Regions from separate parts of the Siniperca chuatsi genome. Here region 2 is linked to region 1. The links are chromatin contacts, called in public Hi-C maps. All regions are on one chromosome and are shown on one strand. The core of a region is the stretch at or near the end of the contact, and the rest is flanking DNA. Distances in the headings are between cores, read along the strand shown.

Evidence for each region. Hi-C and Micro-C count contacts between places; a contact is called where the count stands out from the background.
Region 2: a Hi-C map of an unstated tissue shows a contact between it and region 1, with 8 times the contacts expected there. The contact joins the promoter of cibar1 here to the enhancer-like site in region 1. A contact is called at or near these places in 2 of 3 Hi-C or Micro-C datasets (skeletal muscle and an unstated tissue).

Annotation. Positions count from the first base shown.
Region 1 is chrLG17:14,797,758-14,803,127 of ASM2008510v1, forward strand. trib1 (tribbles homolog 1) reads right to left here. Exons shown (of 3, transcript XM_044170860.1): 3 at 3,798-5,370. Among protein-coding and RNA genes, the nearest start is that of trib1, 8.9 kb to the right of the region's middle. Within about 2 kb of position 3,219, the one cell type or tissue checked has an H3K27ac peak away from gene starts, as active enhancers do.
Region 2 is chrLG17:14,842,930-14,848,299 of ASM2008510v1, forward strand. cibar1 (protein FAM92A) reads right to left here and starts at 2,881. Exons shown (of 9, transcript XM_044170861.1): 1 at 2,715-2,881; 2 at 1,903-2,137; 3 at 1,715-1,783; 4 at 443-544; 5 at 128-133. The coding sequence starts at 2,743. LOC122863946 (a long non-coding RNA gene) reads left to right here and starts at 2,900. Exons shown (of 5, transcript XR_006375115.1): 1 at 2,900-3,021; 2 at 3,577-3,722.

The sequences.
Region 1 (5,370 bases), core at 1,969-4,468:
AATACAATGTGTACAGCATACAACAGCATACAACAGCATACAACATGCTTAGACCGTCGATTCAGATAAGGAAGAAGTCCCCAAAAAACCCTTTTAACAAGGAAAAAAATGGAAGAAACCCTAGGAACAGAAACAGATGAGGGGTTCCTCACCCAGGATGGACAGACAGGAAATACATGTTGTTTGTACAAAATAGATGAACATAGTAAAATTACACTATTGCCAATCAGGATGTCAAAATTATAGCTAGACTGTAAACATATATGAAGAATATGGATCTGGGGGTGACAGTGAGCAATTTCCAGGTGCCGCCAAACAGGTAGAACCTGAGCCACAAGACCTCCTCTCCAGATTCGTATTTCTTACCTTATAAGGTCTGCGATTAAAACTGTTAGTAATTCATTGTTAGAAGTATTAATAATAATTAATAATTATCCATCAAGCCTGGAATTGTAATAAGGTGTTATTCTTGTATGTCTTATTATAAAACTGTTAGCAAGTTTTCTTAAAAAAATAAAAAGTATTATTACAGTATTGTTATTATTATTATTATTATATGGACATGTATTTCAGTACAGCATGCCAACTGCCACAAAGGTGTAGTTTGCCGTACCTCCGCAAGATGGCAGCAGAGATCATAACATGACTTATTTTAAATGAATTCCAGGTATGCCTTTGTGATTTAAGATGGCAGTTGAAAATATCAACCTTATTACAAACATTCCAACTCGCTGAACTGTGATCAACACAATACTTCACATTCCTTTGACCTGATTTGAAATAAATCAGGTCAAAGAGTAATTTAAACAGAGGAGGCTGTTTCCATTGCATCAGTGGAGCGCTCGCCTATGCCAAAGACTTCCAGGAAGAAGCTAAATACTTAACATCATCTCAGAGTGGACACTGAAGCAGGTGCTTTACTGTCAAATCTCAGATCTGCTTCTTCACTTCCTTATCTGGTTTATGAGGGACAAAACAGGGCAGGGTGACACCTATGTTACACCCTCATGTATGGTCCACATTGATGGTCAAAAACAACCCACATAGTTTTCACCTGAAAAGTATAAATTCCTCAATGATATATTGTGATATATGTGACTGTAGTGTTACTGTTTTTAATCTACCTTAAAATAGCGTCAAACATCATAAACATCCCCTGAAATACCAGCAAATGCTCTCCTCTGTAATTTTTATTTTATCAGATGAGGTTATGGATCAATGAAATATCTGATGATGTGTGTGTGACATCCATCCAAGAGGGAGAACACGTCATGAGGAAGTTTGTGAAGAGTGTTATTTAAAGGTTTACGTGGTTGGGAAACTTTAATCTGGCTCACAAGAAAGGATAGTTTACACTTGTGGCCAAGAGACAGGATGAGATCACACAGACACAATATACCTGAGTGCATTTCCTAATACCTAACCTCATTTTACTCCTCACCACACTTCTGTTTGAATTCTAACTATAACTTTCAGCTAACCCTTTAACGAATAGTTTTACATTTTGGATAATATGCTTATTCACTTTCTTGCTGAGAGTTAGATGTGAACAGTGATACAACTCCCACGTATGAATGGTAAATATAAAGCTACTGTTTACAGATGGTTAGCTTAGCTTAACACAAAGACTGGAAACAGGGTGATCTGCTAGTATAGCTATGTCCAAAAGCAACAAAATGTGCCTACCACCACAGAACTGCGCTTGTTAACATGCAATAGAGAGTCGAAGTAAAACTTGGACTAGTTGGAAAACTAGTAATAATGCAAATAACAAAAAACCCAGCCTTAGTTCATGACCTTACTGCCAACACACTCCATATGTTTAGATAAGGGCTGTAATAAAGTGAGTCATGGGTGTATGGAAAGCCATTTGCACAAATAACGTCTTTTAGGGATTTGTTGTTTAAACTACATTAAAATGCGTGTTAACACATATTAACAAGAAATATTTCTACATGTTAACACAACAAAAACTGACGCCTTAATGTGGCTTTTCTGGTTGTGGCCAATGAGGTATCCTGAATGAAGGTACATATTGATGAGGAAGGTGGCATCAATGATGTTGAAAATATAAAGCAAACCCCAGGAACATGCTTCATTTTGATGACCTAAGACATGACCACATGAGTACAAAGTGCTTCACAACAAGAGAAATAAAATACCACAAGAAATAAAACACATAATATACACAAAAGCAATAAAATAAACAATAAAATAAACAGCCAGTTCAGGTAAAATCAGGATATGCTTTCAGATAAAAATGTGTTTTGAGAAGAGACTTAAATGAAGACACTGACTCAGACAACCTAATTTCTTCAGGCAAGTTGTTCCAGAGCCTCGGGGCCCTGATAGTAAAAGCTCTGTCCCCCTTAGTTTTCAACCTGGACTCAGGAACAGACAGGAGACCCCTACCCGAAGATCTCAAACTACGTGAAGGTTCATAAGCGATTACAAGGTCTAAAATATAGTCTGGAGCCAGGCCATGGAGAGCCTTAAAAGTAATCAATAAGATCTTAAAATCAATCCTATATCTCGTTTGTTTAATCCTTACAAAGAACTGAGTGTTAAAACAATACATTGTAGCAGTTATGTGCTTGACTCTTTGCTTTTAAGGTGATTGTAGGCAGATTTAGTTACCTTCGGGCTAGCTGCTTTCCAATTTTTATGCTAGCTAAGCTAACTGGCAGCCGGTGGGTTAGGGTTAGGGCTAGGTTTAGGATAAGACTCTATCAATTTGCACTATGGTAGCATTTTCCAATAAGGCAGCATAAATCTTCAGAACACCGGCTTCATTTCAGCATACTAATATGTGAGTGGTATCAATCTTCTCATCTAACTGGCGGCAAGAAAGGGAATACTCATATTTCCCAAAATGTCTAACTCTTTCCTTATCATTACATTTTTAAACCCTGATTGACAGACCCCCCGCACACACACATTTCTTCAGATATTCATTAATCGACCTACTACTAGATTATGTTTTGGGCACCCTGTTGTTATCCCTGGAGGAGCCCAACTCTGACGGGTTGGGCAATTGTTGGTTTGGCAGCTTCCCAGAAGCTGAGACACTCCAGCTATCCTGTTGATACCTAATCTGACTCTTGTGCTCGCATGCACACACACACACACACACACACACACACACACACACACACACACACACACACACACACACACACACACACACACACACACACAAATGTAGACATGCAGGCAGGTATGCTCATGAACACGCACACAATGCTTACGCAAGCCCCGGCCAGCCATGCCTGGGGTAGTCATAGTACACAGACGGTAGAGACATGCAAAGCTCTTATAGGTCAAACAATGACTCATAAGCAAAACTGGATTAGATAAAAAAGAATATGTGTATTTGAGTTTAAATAGTGCTGGTGTTCAGTGTTTGATGAGTTGACCTCAAGTTCTGAAGCTGAGGAAAAAAGAACAAGAGTGGTGTATAAGCTCCCCCTTGCGTATTCCAGGAAAAGACACTGACCCACTATTGACATTTTTGTGTTTGAGGAGTTAAATGTTACATTACGCAAAGGTCAGAGAAGAGTAAACGGTTAGAGGCAGAGATGGAGAGAGGAGAATCTTTTCCCTTGCAAGGATGAAATTGAAAGCGCTGAGGAAAATGAAAAAATGTACTGTTTTCTCTCACAGTGATGAAGAGCTGCATGGAGAGAATTCTTGCAGGAAAACCTTCGAGGCATGCAGTCGAGCTGTGTAATGCGCAGGTGTTTGCATGTGTGTGTGTGAAAAAGACAAGCAGCAGTACTGAAAAAAAACAAGCCATGTTAATATGAAAAAATGTGATCTTTATTCAACATCTCCACACATATTTCAAATATACATATTTACATCTTTTGTACAATGAATATATCTCTTGTGTGTAACCTGTCTGGAGTAATAATAGCCTCTAGGTTGTGTCACAAATACATAATTCACAGTGCAATATGAAGTTTGTGCACCCGTGTCAGTTTACTCTACATGTCACATGAATGTGATTCACTCTACACGTATGAACTAGAAAACCATAAATCTCTTAAATTACTTTTCTGTGAGGAACAATTAAGATTGTCATGAGGCCGGTCTCATCTTGTATCTCAATCAGATGAGAGAAAATAATTAAAGAACTGCAACAGACGTTTTATTTGCCTATTGCGTGACCCAAACATTTTATGCACGGTACTTCTCAGATATGCCAGATTTAGTACCGCTGTCAAAATAATTGTGCCAGAATGAAATAGCTGGCTGCAGACCTACAGTAGCCTGTAAGACTAAAGTCACTGAAACGCTGTATCTGCCTGTCACAGTCCAAGATAGAACATATTTTAGAACATGGTACATAATGTCTCTAACTATGATGACTAGTCTCCAGGGATCCACAGCTTTCAATGGCAAAAAAATAAAAAGGAAGGAAGAAAAAGTACCATTAAAGAGGTGAAACAGTCAGAACAGATTCTTCCAGCCAAGGTCAGGACCATTCTCTACAGACATGCTTGCAAGTGTTGAGTCATCATCAGACAACCAACCTCAAATATCGCCTGACTGTGACTGATTCAGAGCCATTCAGTTTATGAAACACAGTGATATGGGCACAACACTCAGCACAGCTCAGCTTTGTTAAAGCAACACAGCTTGACATAATGTTCCAACAGAAATGAACAAAACAGGTTAAACTGCTCAACTGAGAAAGTCTTCATTTTTCTGTAATGGGTTCCTTAACTGGATATTAGACACATTTCTTAAAAAATACAAACAATGTTGAATTGGGAGATAATTCATATTGAGTCAATAGGAAGTACCATTTGAATTCTCTGTGAATTTCTTTACTTTTTCCATGAAAATCCTAATGTAGCATTCCTTCAGGCGTACAAATTAACCATCTCATGTGACCAAGTCTTTAAAACCAGAGTTCCTTCCAGCATTTTATTTTAAACCAGAAGCATTAGTGTTAGGTTTAGTTGTGGCTAATTGCACACACAGCATTTGAGTAGAGCAGAACAGACTGATCAGAGTCAAATTTGCAAGGTCAGACCCTTTTAATGGACACTTTCTCTTTGGACGCAACCTTTTATATGATATATTCAGCTTTGAGCATGTTTAAAAAAGGTAAATGTTTTAGTTTTAACTGTTCAAAATGAGAACGTACCTTCCTCTGTTAGCCATATACAAAGACTTGTGTTAGCCCAGTGCCACTGCTTATTGTTGAATGTGTGTGTGTGTGTGAGACAAACTCTGCCCACTTTTCTGTGAGTCTTACATCAGTAACACCGTGCCTTTCTCAACCTTCTGTGCATGGTGTGAGATTTGTAAAAGCTCTCCATTTGCTGAGACGCTGCCAGATTGGCAGTGAAACACCTTTGT
Region 2 (5,370 bases), core at 1,631-4,130, 45 kb after region 1:
CTCATAACATACTGGATGATTTCTGTTAGAGTTATTACACTTCCATTTCAAAGTAATTCTGAAATGTGGTTCATCGTTGTAGTCATACATCACCAGTGATGAGATGCGCAGATTACATGGGACACACCTGAGACTGAAAGCTTGGTCAAGGAAACAACAAAACATATTAGTCTGTTATCTGTGTTTATTCTACTCCTGCAAGTTGTAAATTGTTAATGTATCAAGTGGATGTGAAGATAGATTTTCCAACTAGACAAGATAAACATTCAAAATGGATCCAAGTTTATTTTCCTGTTGCAACATGAATTAATATCAATAACTAACTGAATTAAACTATACCCAAGATGTCACCTACACTAAAAAGTATATTGGTGGTTGTTGTAACTTTAAAAGTCTTTTGTCTGTTTGATATTAGAGAATTTGAGAAACAAAGCAAGGATACAATGATCTGCCTGTCTGAGGGGTTTCTCTGTCTGGTCCTCTCAAGCTGAGCCATCTGTTTGGCTTCTCTGTCTCTGGCACTCTGAGTAGTCTTCAGATCCTCCTGCATGGATGCACAAGCACACAATGACACAGTAGTCATTATGAGACTTAACAATGATAGTCAATTATTTATACATTTGTGTTTTCAAATACTAAAGGACATAATCTAACAAACATTTGGTGTAGCTCAAGTACACCCTGTTGTGAAGGTTTTTGTGTTATCTGTACTCTGACACAGTTGGTAATGTTAAAGGAATGATATATTAAAGAATTATATATTGTTTCAGCATTGACAGAAAATTCTATTTAGCCAAGTTCACTTTTTTCATGACTAAATAACTTAATTTAGCCAGACTGAATTCAATTTTGGCACACTCATTCTGCCTGTATAACAAATGACCAATCGCAATCACAGTTTGAGGGTATTTTAGTAAAAAAAAAGAAAAAAGAAAAAAAAGATGAGAAAAAACAGGTACTACTGACAGTACTTTGCAACTGTGGGCGACAGAACACGAGACAACATGACTAAGATGATTATTTACGGCAACACTGTATGAGAAAGACTCCAAAAGTCACAAAGAAACAATGGACTGAATGGATTTTTTTTTCAAACCATAAAATGTATTTTAATCCTGGTTAAAACAAGATGCTGAGAGGGGAGATACTGACAATGGCACAAAGAAAGGCTGATGTGCCAGTGGGTTATTATCATTAAATCAATACTGCCCTCATGTGGCCATGCAGTGGTAATAACATTGACAGTCTCCCAAACTGCCTCCTAAACCCCTATTCTCATTGTGGTGACACAATTGCAGCATCCTTGAAGGCCAGAGCACATTTAATCTTGAAACATGTACTTCAAAAAGCTGCAGTTATATAGATGGACCTGAAACACAATTATATGGGCCAAGGCATCTTTCATTTTCTGTCACTGGCAGCTGGTGCAGCATTCTGTATAGCTGTGCTTAAAATGTGAGATCTTAACAAGCAAGAATAAGACAGAAAAGTAATGTCAGTGCTCTGATAAATTACACAGAAGTGAATGTATTTAAACATTTTTGCCTTACAATCATTTATAGTAAAATCATTCTGTAGTTTCTAATTAAGGAGTTGTTGTACTAATTGCTACAATAATTGTAGCTGGAACATGGATTAAGCTTTGTCCTTGTCATTTGGCTCACTTGGAATCAGTCTAGATGTCAGCATGGCTGCAGCTCAAAGCAACACTTACCCTTTTACGTTTAACTACAGCTCCATAACTTTTTAATGGCTCTATGACTTTGGCTTCAAGTCTTTCCACCTGTGAGGAAAATAACTTCACATTAGGATCTGTCCTACCCAACAAATTTAGACTGTGGCTGTGAATATGAAATTATCATTGAAATCAAAGCAGCAGGAAATATAATTCTTTAGTTTTACCTCAGCTTGCCTGTAGTCTTCAATCTTGGCCATGTGGTCAGCAAACTGCTTCAAACCCTTCTTCAGGTTTGGCGTTTCTGTGTCTGCATACATGCCGATTTCCCGAACCAGGAGATCTGCCTTGTCTCGTAGTCTGGCTGTTTTACGGACATAGGCAGCAAACATTTGGCACATCTCTCCAAAATGTTTCTCCACATTGGTGATGTTTTCCTGGATCTTTCTTGTCTGGTTGTCCCTGAAGAGGGTGAAGGACAACATTAACAGCAATAATTAAATAGTATTTGGGGACACAAAAGTGCATTTGTTTAATACCTTTGTGCGGGGAAGAGAGTATATATTGAGACATAGGAGTTTGAATGTTCTAACCTCATCATGATTTCATAAAGCCTATTATTTCATCATCGTTGATGACACAGACACTTAGCTTGCCAGATACGTGTAGTAAAACCTAAACTAAAATTTATTTAGTAACAGCTATTAGCTAGTGTTAGTTACTGTTTGAGAAAAGGCCATTTTCTAAAAGGTAACGTTAGCATTTGCGCTTTATTTTGAGGATTATAAACGGAAATCCTTTTCAGCGGCTTGTGGCTGATAGAGAAAAGTCAGTTTTGGGAGAATGAAGATTGTCATTCTTCCCAAACATGGTCCACTAAAGGGGTCTTGTGTTTACACCTACAAATGAATAACGGACGACTCGTTACCGGCTATATCTTGAATTAACCTATTGTAAAGGGTGAAAGAGACGCTAACGTTAACTTACCGAGCACTAACGTTAACGGAGGATTTAATTTAACGCGTTGACTATCTCTTACCTCGCTCTTGCATCGGGTGTACGACTCATCTTTGCAGAAAGGCAGTAAATGAAATATATTCAGTGTCCAATCAGCCAAGTTTATCGGGACCCAGATTTAACGCTAGCTAGCTAACTATGCTTCTTCTCTCCCTGGCTAGCACGCCAATCTGCCGTTTCCATGGAGTTCCCGGCGTTTCCGCTTGAGGAATGCATTCTGGGAGATTGAGTCGTTGTTTTTTCTCTCCTCGGCCTGTTCTCCTTTTTGAAGTTGTTGCTACGACGAAAAAAAGAGTCAGCTCTGAGCACTTTGTTTCAGAAAGTTGAAGGTGAGCCAACATAGTGTGTTTTGCTTGTGTCGGTGATATAGCATATAATGTAGTCGTGGAAAGTAACTAAATAGGCTACATTTATTCAAGTACTGTACTGTACTTAGTTAAATAACTAAATGTTCTTAGTAGGCTACTGTACTGTACCTGTGTTACTACACCACTACATTTCAAAGTAAAATATTGCACTTTTTACCCCACATTCATTAGAGATCTTAGTAGTCGCTTAACAGATATACATACAATAATATAATGGATTGTAATAGATTAAAATACACAAAAGTATAAAGCTGCCAAAAAGCATACTATATCCACCTTGACCAAATACAAGATTAAAATGTTGCCTACATGTTGATCCATCAAAAATAATAAACAAATAATATTATAACACAGCAACTTTTGACTGTATAATCAGTAATACAAATTTAAATATAATCCTACTTTTTATTCTTTAAGTATATTTTGCAGATAATTGGGGACTAGACTGCATTTATATAACACTTTTATCCAAAACTCCTTACAATGTACCTCTCATTCACCCATTCACACACACAGATGGCGGTGGAGCTACCATGTAAAGGGGTGACCAAACCATCAGAAGCAATTAGGTTTCAGCGTCTTGCTCAATGGCAGTAGGAACTGGAGATCGAACCGCCACCCCTGCCGTTATTGGACAGCCTGCTCTACCTGCTGAGCCACAGGTAGAACACAGTACCTTTACTTAAGTTAGATTTCAAATGCAGGAATTGAACTTGTTATTAAGTATTTTTACAATGTGGTATTGCTAGTAAGCACATGCATACTTCTTTCACTACTTCTGTTATAAAATGACATGGCTCCTTATTGTAAAGTATAGTGTACTCTACATAATGTCCTGTCTCTGGTTTGAAAGTTCAGGGTGTTTCAAGGCTGTAGAGTGTAAATCTATTAGTGTAGTATCTAACTGAGACCACGACTTCCTATTGAATCAGTAATGACGTTTTTATTGTTATGAATCCCCCATTCATCCAACACCAACACGTTTTCCACCTGTTTCACTGGTGGTGTTTCTGAAATGGTTTTTGTGACCTATAAATCTTATTCCTAGGTCTACTTCTGTAAGGGACATCTGTCATTTATATTTTGTAGCTACTGTGTCTGTTTTGCCAGTATCCATCTCTTCATTTTCCTCTACAGCAACATGGGCATACCCAAAATGAAACAGACACACAATGCCACTAATCAAAAGCCTTCATTAAAAAAAGAACATTTCAAGCTGGTAGCTCTGTACCATTTCTGATTTGGGCTCTTTGAGCTCACTGATAAATTATTTGATTGATCATTTTGTTGGGCCACTGAGCCTACATTTAAATGTCCAACTCTTAACCAGCTAACAAAAGACAAGCTGCAAAAGCAGTTGTGAAATCTGTAATATTGTGCCATGCATATTAGATATTAACCAAAATATCAAACAAGTAATTTGATAATCTCCATGGTTTCTTTCCTGGGCAATAGCAAGTGAATATCCCTGCTGGAAAATACAAATATTTGGCTGCTTTCTATGGTTTCTATAATTCCCCAAATAGATCAAGGTACATTGCCTATATTGCAACAAAGAGAGCCACAAATAGACCTTTTCAACAACAGCTTGACTGTTTTTGAACTGTTGCCAAGAGCAGACTTTGTGATCACTGAAATGAATGGAGGCCTCATTGTAATTCCCTCCTCTGTGTTTGGGAATGCATGAATGTCACCAGCTGCCACGTCTGCTCCTCTGTGGAAAATGTCCAAAAACCTTAATTATCACGCTTAATCATCCATGGGATTGAAGCAGGGGAGATCCCACTGTAACAGATTGGCGATGTAAAACATGGTCATTGCATTGAGCTGTGTGCCTGGAATCCCAAGAGGATCTGGTTTATACTCTGTGGCACAGCTGATGCTGGTATAAATTCATTTTTTCGTTAAATGCTTCTAATATAACCATCTCCTGTTGCAGCCGAGGGATTATGCTTTTTTTGATAATTTAATAAAAATACCTACCTATAACTATCCTACATGACTTCTTGGGTACATTCAAGTAACCACCCTTAGTTTTATGCTGATTATAGAGTATTGTGACGAATTCCCTGGAAAATATATTAAATCTTGTTTGAGTTTTGATTAAACACCATCATGCAAAATTATGAAGGTACACGATAAACTTTATTGTCATTCAAGATCTTACATGTACACAGCAGAATGAAACCGTGTTTACTCAGCTCAGTGTGCAAAATAATAACACAGATACAACTTGGATGAATCATACAAAACAACATACATGTCCAAAACAAATAGCAGCAGTTGTAATGCAAATTTTCTGTCATTTAC